Linked DNA regions of Sus scrofa: region 1 is linked to region 2. A link is a contact called in public HiChIP or PLAC-seq data. All regions are on one chromosome and are shown on one strand. Each heading gives the region's core, a stretch centred on a gene start, on an enhancer-like site or on the middle of the called end of the contact. The rest is flanking DNA. Distances are from core to core; before and after follow the strand shown.

Region 1 (4,504 bases), core at 978-3,477, 110 kb after region 2:
TGTGACATATGGAGGTTCCCAAACTAGGGGTCGAATTGGAGCTGCAGCTGCTGGCCTACACCACAGTCACAGCAACTTGGGATTTGAGCCATGTCTGCAACCTATACCACAGCTCATGGCAACGCTGAATCCTTAACCCACTGAGCAAAGCCAGGGATCAAATCTGCGTCCTCATGGATGCTAGTCAGATTCATTTCTGCTGAGCCATGAAGGGAACTCCATTATTATTATTATTATTTGTCTTTTTGCCATTTCTTGGGCCACTCCTGCAGCATATGGAGGTTCCCAGGCTAGGGGTCGAATCGGAGCTATAGCTGCCGGCCTACACCAGAGACACAGCAACACAGGATCCGAGCCGCGTCTGCAACCTACACCACAGCTCACGGCAACGCCGGATCCTTAACCCACTGAGCAAGGACAGGGATTGAACCCGCAACCTCATGGTTCCTAGTTGGACTCATTAATCACTGCACCACAATAGGAACTCCCATTATTATTTTTTGAGTATGTAGACATATTAGACTGCTCATTGGAGTATATATTAAATAACAACACTGATATTGCATCAACAAAATTTAGACTGTGGTAAACTCTGTAGGACACAAGACTAGTTTTTTCAGTGAAGAGTTTCAAGAGAAAAAAAAGTGGGAGTTAGTACTTCTAGAGAAGAAGAGGCAAGAGAGAGATCAACCAAATACATTATATTCTGGAACTTGTTTGGGTCCTGATTTGAACAAACTAACTGAAAAAAATTTTTAGACAATCAAGGAAATTTGAGCATGACAACTTAATTATATTAAGGAATTGCTGTTAACTTTTAAGATGCAATAGCTCACTTGTGGTTAAGTATCTGACGTTTTAAGATTGTTTAAAAAAAGTCTCTCTTTTTAGAGGTACATATTGAAAGAGAATAATCAATATATAAGGGATTTCCTTCAAATCATGGCTCCTCTGCACCAGATGAAGATGATTGGTTTTAAGCTGATAATTGTTGGAGCTGTGTTGTGGGTACCTACAGGTTCATTACATTATTCTATCTACTTTCGAGTCTGATATTTTCCTCAAAAGAATGTATCATTCAACAATGAACCCAAAGTAGATCATTATTTTGATTTTATATGGCATAATGTGTTATTTCACTCAGGGAGGCCTCTGAAGGGTCCTGAAAAGGATTTAGATTCTTCCACTTTTTTTTTTTTTCTTTTTAGGGCAGCACAGCATATAGAAGTTCTCAGGCTAGGGTCCAAGTGGAGCTGTAGTCGCCAGCCTATGCCACAGGTCACAGCAACGCTGGATGCTTACCCCGCTGAGCCAGGCCAGGGAAGGAACCCGCATTCTCGTGGATACTAGGTGGGGTAGTTTCCACTGAGTCACAAGGCGAGTGAACTCCTCTTTTTTTGGGTCTCCCAGCATGAAGTTCCCTGGCTTGGGACTGAACCCCCAGCCACAGCCTTGCGTCCTTAACGGCTGGGCCACCAGGGAATGCCCTGAAAGGGTCTTAGAAGTAATCTAGTATGGTCTCCAGCTCCCTGCACAAAGCAGAGGTGGAGGTGGGGAAGGAGAAATTGTACTCTCTTCCTCTTCCCTCCCACCTATCTCGTCCAAGATCCAATTTCAAACTAGGTGACCTCCAAAAGATTTTTAATCTTCTCTAAAATAATGCCTGAAGTTTTAGGGGGAGAAGGGTGGAAAAGGGAAAATGTCGGTTGTCAGCCTTGTTTAATTTCTGGTCTTGATTTTGCTAATTAGTTACTTTGTGGTCCGGGGTTAGAAAACCCTATACCTTTAATTTCACTGCCCACGTGACAATGTTTTTGTTTTAGGGTAATTTCTAAAGCACAGGAAATTCTCAGAGAGCTTACGTCACTGCCAACGTTACAGTAATTACCGTATTGACGCTACTTGTTTATAAGGCGTGGAAACTTGAGCTGCAGCGCGAGGACAATTTAGCAATTTCAGAGTTCAGATGTAAATTATTATTGCTCTGTAACTTAACTTCTAAGCAGTGTTGATACTTGGGACCTGAACAGACCTAATTGTTGTTTTTGTTTGTTTGTTTGTTTTTCCTTTAATGACTACTGATACAATTTCCAGGTTGTTTAGGGCATAAAGCAGAGAATACAGCGCATTCACGTTCCTCCCAGGGGAACTTCAGGAAGTGTTTACTGCAGTAGTGCGCCTGCGCAGTTGTTCTCCACCAAATCGCCCGCTTTCCCCCATCCGGCTAGCAGGGGGCGCTGTGAGGTAATGGCTAGTCTTCTCCCGAGACCTCTGGAACGTAGCGTAAAAGGCCAGGAAGGGAAGCCGGCTAAGGGGCGTTCTATCTTCGACTGCCCTGGTCTCTATCACCCTTTGTCCTCCAGCCTCCCCTGCGCGCAGGGCCTGCGGGCCTGGTTGCTAGGCGGAAGCGGGGCGCGGTGGCGGCCGCGGCGGCTGCCCGGGCGTTTGAAAAGCGGCTACGCGGGCGGCAAAAGGTGCTCAGGCGGCGGGCTCCCCTCTCCCTGCAGACTGGCCCAGCCGGCTGCTGAGTGGCTTTTGTCTTCTGTCGGGGCCCGGTTGCGGGTGGACTGTCAGCCTGGGGACGGGAAGCCGGGCGCGCTACAAGCGGGCCGCAGAGCTGGGTCCGGGCGTCTGGGGCCACGGGCGGGCGACGGAAGCCTCACCCAGAGCCCTGCCGTGGGTGGCGGGCTACCTGCAGCTCACCCGGGCCCCTCTTCCTCCCAGCAGACCCCGCCTGTGGGCCGCCGACCGCGACCATGGTCTCCAAGTCCGACCAACTGCTCATCGTCGTGTCCATCCTCGAAGGTGAGTGGCCCGGCACCTGCTTTTGCAACTGCTGCTTCCAGAATTTTAACAGAGTAGTGCGGGGCCGAGGCTTTGTTAACCTTAGGAACCCTGGCTTGTGCGGCCCCCAGAGACTTGTTCAGAGTTGTACGTAGTGAGGTCCGTTAGGCAATTGATTTAAAAATCCCTCAAGGGAATATGAGCGCTGTTAGAGATCGGTGATATATAGCGTGACTAGCCATAGACCCCAGAGGATCTTGGCAAAACGATTTGCATCAGAAGCAGCGTGTATGTGACTTTGATATTATGAGCTGAAAGTGTGCTTGGAAAGCACGATCTGTTCAGCGACTTCCCGGTAATACCATTGGTGAAAATTTTGCTTTCACTCTAGTACAAGTTTCTCTTTACAAGTCGATGGGGGCCTTAGAAGACAGTTGTCAGGAGGGTCTGTTACACTTGCATGCCTTAAAGTTTGATTTGTCGAAGGAGTGACATTTGTTTATTAGGCATCTCACTGACTGTGAGGCAGTGCGCTGAGCCTGTAAACCAGTCCTGGTTCTAAAAGCTAAAGGTGTAGCATGAAGAGCAACAAATCATTCAAATAATGCATCAGGGTGTGGGTATGGTCTCTTTTGCCTGGGCAAGCTGGGAAAGGTTTCCTAGAGGAGATGGAGTTTATTCGGGTCCTAAAAGATGATTAGGAATTCGTCAAGTGGAAAAAGGAAGGAAGGGCATTCCAGGCAAAAGGAAGAGCCGGTGGCATTTAAGGTGTAGTAAAGCAAGGCTTGCTTCTGTTTGCTTTAATTCAGTGAGGTTGAGAGCAGGATGCAGCAAAATGGAGAGAGTCGATAGGTAAATTGAGGGTGAGTTATGAATAACAGGACAAGAAGGAGTCATCTTGAGTAGTGAGATAGAGGAATGGCTGGGGATTGTCATGGTGGTGTCCCCCCCAAAAAAAAGGTATGGGGAGGGCCTAGGAGTATGGGTGTGGGGGGAGGTTGAGAGGGAAGAAAACACTGGAAACCTAATTTTCGAGTTGTGGAACAGGAGACTGACCAGAAGTCATAGTGTTGGGACAGTTTTAACTGTGAGGTTGCTGACTTTTAAAGACATAGGCCTGAAATTCTACTCTACTTTAGTGAACAAAAAGCTTTTGAACTTGGAACCGTGCTGCATGCTCTGAGATAACAGAAATGTAAGGCACTCACTGTCCCTTCAAGGTTGTAGGGTTCTGGCTCCTTGGGGAGACCAAAGTAATGCACAGGAGCTAATATGTTGGGATGTGATATAAGTTAAATAAAGCTCAAGGATCCAGGCTGTAAATGGAAGTTTTGGAGGTGGCTGAGGATGATGGCTGAAGTGCCTTGAGTGATACCTGAGCTTGAGGTAAACGAGGATAGAGGAAGGTCATCCCAGGTGATTCAACAGCCCGGGCCACTGTGGGAGTGAGCAGGGTGGGTAGCACAGTGAAGAGGTCAGCAAGATGACCAGAACGGAGGAAGGAGGCTATTAGGAATACTGTGGTAAGAAATACGCTTGTATAGACAGGGTGCATAGGCCTTGGAGGATCTTGAAAACTGTGGTGTTTAGATTTAATGTTCTGAAAAATAGGGAGGCGGGATACATTCTTAAGTAGGAGAATAGTTTTTGCACGTTTAGTTTAATAGCAGTGTGCAGGGAGGAGAACCTGGCGTTGGGAAGGTCAGTTAGGTGTTGCTAC
Region 2 (4,758 bases), core at 368-2,867:
ATGGATCTCAAGCAGTAGTTTTTAAACAAAATAGTATCAAAAAATGAAAGAAAGAAAAAGGGGTGCACAAATGCAATAAGAATAGTTTTGTTCAGTAAGATTTTGTTTTGGTTCTTTACATGAATACATATGCATCACTAAGTCACAATGTAAAATATACTTGTGTTAAGCTGTGCTAAATATATTTCTATGAGTTGTGGTCCAAAGTATTTCTAAGTCTGAAAGCTATTTTACAATATATAATAGCAAAGGAGTAGCAAAATATACTATAATGAATCAGTTACAACTAAGTCAATTTTAAATGTGAAATTTTATTAAAATATAAACTTTCTTAATATACACAAATATTATTTAAAGTCTAACTAATTTTTTTCTAATTTTCTAATTATCCAGGTCTGACTGTTCTCTAGTAACTAGGATATAACTATTTCATTGGTCCTCAAGATGTCTTTTTTGCACCTCCTCATTGCAATTTCACATTTCTAATTTAAGAGTTAGGAGGGACTGTTTAATTGGAAAATGTCCAGCCCCTGAGGCACTTACTACATATACACCCAAAGAAGCATAGATCACCCTCATCTCCTATCATGATGGAAATCATAAATCAAGCAGGCATCATAATAAATTTATACTGATAAAATATTCCCAACATCAATCTCTATGACCAGGTCATCTCACTATCTCTAAGCAGATACTTGAAGGCAAATCCCAATAACAGGAATGATTTTACATTTAAATTCCAAGCCATCAAGGAAAATCATGTTCCATCTGGGGGCATTTACTTTCACTCAACAAATATTTACTAAGTATATACTGTGTACCAGGCAGAGAAATGAACCAGGAAACAATTTTCCCAGCAAAGGTCTCACCAAGGCTCTTAATGACTCTCCACTTTATGACTCCCTATTTTCTGTAGTGTATCAGTTAAAAAGGATATTCTCCTGAACCTCAGCAAAACCAAAAACAGTTGATATACAATAGCTATGTTTATTTTATTTTTTGCTTTTTTGGGGGTGGGGGGGCAGCACCCACAGCATATGGAGGTTCCCAGGCTTGGGGTCGAAGTGGAGCTGTAGCCGCTGGCCTATGCCACAGCAACAGCAACACCAGGTCCGAGCCACATCTGAGACCTACACCACAGCTCACAGCAACACTAGGTCCTTAACTCACTGAGCAAGTCTATGGATCAAACCTGCATCCTCATGGATCCTAGTCAAATGTGTTTCCAGTGAGCCATGACGGGAACTCCACAAGAGTTAGGTTTTTAAAGTTGTTGCAAACACTGAAGCACTGTCCTAGAAAAAATACGTGGTTAGGTTCCTATAATCCCCTGGTCACATTTTCATCAACTTATCAATACATATACTTGTTTTATGTGTGTTTCTATTTAAAGACATCTTTTTTTAAAACATAGGTGACCCTTGAACAATGCAGGAGTTGAAGTGCCTAAACCTCGCAGCTGAAAATTCACATATCATTTACGAGTGGCCTTCCATATACGCTGTCCCTCCCTCACCCTCATGGTGCTCCATCTACAGATTCAACCAGCTACACACTGCATAGTACTGAGGTATCATTACTAAAAAAATTCCAATATAAGTGGACTCATATGGTTCACACCCCTATTGTTCAAGGGTCAACTATACTGTTGAGTCATTAACACTGAACGCGCTGCCAACACCACAGTGATTCATGCCTAAACTACGCTTATCTAATGTTATTTTCTCCATAAAGCATGTCACAGCCTTTCTGAGTTTAGGAACGCTAGACAGCACTGTAGCACTACAACTGGGAGCAAATTTAAACAGTAAAATCACCCTGAAAACACAAAAATAGGCCTTAAAAAACAAATCAAGAAGGCAGAACAGCTAGTGTGACTTTAGCTGGGAACATGCCCCTCGGGTGACTCAAAATTTTTGCCACTCTACACGAGCACACGTCCTTTAATGAACGGCAAAGCACCACAGATATTCATTTGGGGGCTACAGATAAATTTTAGCAAGCAGACAAATCTGCAAGTAAGGAATCTGGGAATAATGAGGATCAATGCTAATTAATGAAGGAAATTTTTCTCTTTAAAGGTATTCCAGTACAATAAGTGAGTAAAACACAATAAAATTCAAATACCATCATTATGCAACTCCTAGTGAATTAATGGGACTAGGCAAGGATCATCAATTTTCACTAACATTACAAAAAGAAAACAACCCTTGATCTTTCTAATGGAAGAAAGAATGAAATGGAATCTGATCAAATCTCTACATCTCACAAGCAATTTACAGGAAAGACAGAGGACAATGCTTTTTTACTCCTTAATTTTAAGATAGTCCGTTTTTTAATCTGATGTCCTCAAGGGCAGGGATCATAATTCATTTGACTTTGTCTCCCTATTATCTATTATAATATATAACAAACGGCAGCCATTTGTTACAAGTTTGTTGAAGAAATGAGCAATGAATGAACAAATGAACTGTTCTTAGAAGTTTAAGAATGTTAATTTTGGAGATCCCTTGCGGCGCAGTGAGTTAAGGATCCAGCATTGTCACTGAAGCAGCTCAGGCCTCTGTGGTTCAGGTTTGATCCCTGGCCCAGCAACTTCCACATGCCACAGGTACGGCCAATAAATGAATAAACAAACAAACAAATAAATAATTACATGATCATCCCCTTTCCAAATAAAGGAGGAAAGCAAAAGCTATGGGTAGGCAGGCAATTTACAGCTCTGAGAGATATTACAAGCAAGTGGAATAACACCTCACAAACCAAAGGTCATTTAAACTTTTCAGGTTTCCAAAACATAGCTATGCATCAGAAGAAAAAAATTCACCAATGGAAGTCACAAAATTTATATTCTGTTCATTAAACAATAAGATCCCCTATATGCCAATTTAATTTCAATTTAATTCTAATAAGTTTACACAAATCAAACTTAAAGTAGAAAATTTGAGGTGACTAATAAAAACAAGAGAGAACAGGAAGAAAACACCTCATATGCCCCAATAAGTTCATAGACATCTACGCATAACAATACCTTATAACTGATGTTCAGAAAGAGAGCCCTGAATCAGAAAGAAAAAAAACCTGATTAGGCTTAGAAAACACTGTAAAAAGCGTACTACCATGTAAAGTTTATCATTTTCAATACAAACAAATTTAAATTAGAAAATATTTTAGCACGAACTCAATTTTCTAATTTATCTAATAGGTCATTCCCTAATAATGCCAAATAAATGAGAAAGTAGTTGAGGAAAGTCAGTAGCTATTTCATGCATGCTTCTCCTAAGAACGTTACATTCTTTCCTCTTAACTACAGTGCTTACTTCCTAATTTATAAAAATATACAATTATAAACAACAATCTGGGTAAGGCAAAAGCCACAGATTTTAACCATTCAATGGATAAAGAAGATATGGTACATTTATATAATGGAATATTACTCAGCCATTAAAAAGCATGAAATAATGTCATTTGCAGCAATATGGATAGACCTAGAGATGATCATACCAACTGAAGTAAATCAGATAGAAAAAGACAAATATCATATGACCTATATGTGGAATCTAATAAAAAGTAATACAAAAGAAATTATTTGCAAAATAGAAACAGACTCACAGATTTCAAAATCAAATTTATGGTTACCAAAAGGGCAATGTGAGGGGGAGGGATAAATGAGGAGTTTGGGATTAATATATACACACTACCATATATAAAATAGATAACTAAAAAGTACCTACCGTATAGCACAGGGAACTATACTTAACATTCTGTTATAACCTGTATGGGAAAAGAATCTGAGAAAGAATGGATATACATCTAGGTGATTTGCTGTATACCTGACACTAACAACATTGCAAGTATAATTCAATAAAATTTTTAAAAAATAAAAAGTCATTCAAGGGTACTAGCATTTCAAAAATTCAATTATGAAGCTAATACTTTCAACTCTCATCACAGAAAGGACTTAATAGCATAACTGACAGTAAATCATAAATGACCTAGTTGACAACTACAAAACTGTGGAATGAAACATCAACAGGTGACAGAAACAAGCCGAAAGTATAACCACTTAACCAAAGGATTTCCCTCTGCCCAGTTCAAACCAAAAGAATCTATCCCCAAAGTAAATGCTGCAGCCTGAAGGTAGAGACACATAATTGATCCAAAGGTACCTTAGTCCCCAGTATGAGCAAAAGGGTTAAGTCCTAGTTTTTCTTGCATTATCTTAGCAAGAAAGAATAGTTCCAAAGCATACTGAAAATCGTATTCACTCACTGGAAAGTCAGGCTCGCCTAAATCACACTCTCTGTCCGACAGACCTACAGCAATAAAAACGTCATGTTCAGAATTAATGTTACTGTCAAAATAGTCTGTTGTACAATCAAACTGACAAATTACTAAAAAATAATTCAATGGAGCCAATTTAAATTTTTGTATGGCTTATTACTGGAACACTTCTACATTACTGGTGGGAATGCAAAATTATATAGCTGCTCTGGAAAACAGCTTCCTATAAAGTTAAACATACACTTGACATATGACTTAACAATTCCACTAGAAATTTACCCAACAGAAATGAAAACTCAGATTCACAAAAAGAAACAACAAACAAATAAAAAACTGCACACAAAGTCTTGTGGTAACTTTATTCACAATCACAAACCTGAAATAGTACTTCAAGTGGTGAGTGCACAAACACGCTTAGGAGCATCCATAAGATGGAATATTGCTCAGCAACAAAAAGAAACTACTGATACACAC

Evidence for each region. HiChIP or PLAC-seq counts read pairs in DNA pulled down with a chosen protein or histone mark.
Region 1: a contact with region 2 is called in an H3K27ac HiChIP or PLAC-seq map of alveolar macrophages. The contact joins the promoter of CEP120 here to the enhancer-like site in region 2. A contact is called at or near these places in 1 of 5 promoter capture datasets (liver), 5 of 47 Hi-C or Micro-C datasets (fetal liver, liver, psoas muscle and 2 more) and 1 of 2 datasets of contacts at active chromatin or transcription factors (alveolar macrophages).

The regions. Positions count from the first base shown.
Region 1 is chr2:126,927,840-126,932,343 of Sscrofa11.1, reverse strand. It overlaps CEP120 (centrosomal protein of 120 kDa), which reads left to right and starts at 2,227. Exons shown (of 21, transcript XR_002341873.1): 1 at 2,227-2,474; 2 at 2,728-2,805.
Region 2 is chr2:127,032,465-127,037,222 of Sscrofa11.1, reverse strand. All of the region lies in intron 1 of CSNK1G3 (casein kinase I), which reads right to left. Among named protein-coding and RNA genes, the nearest start is that of CSNK1G3, 21 kb to the right of the region's middle. Within about 2 kb of position 1,617, at least 16 of the 83 cell types and tissues checked have an H3K27ac peak or open chromatin away from gene starts, as enhancers often do. A contact at or near this core is called in alveolar macrophages, where this site is marked.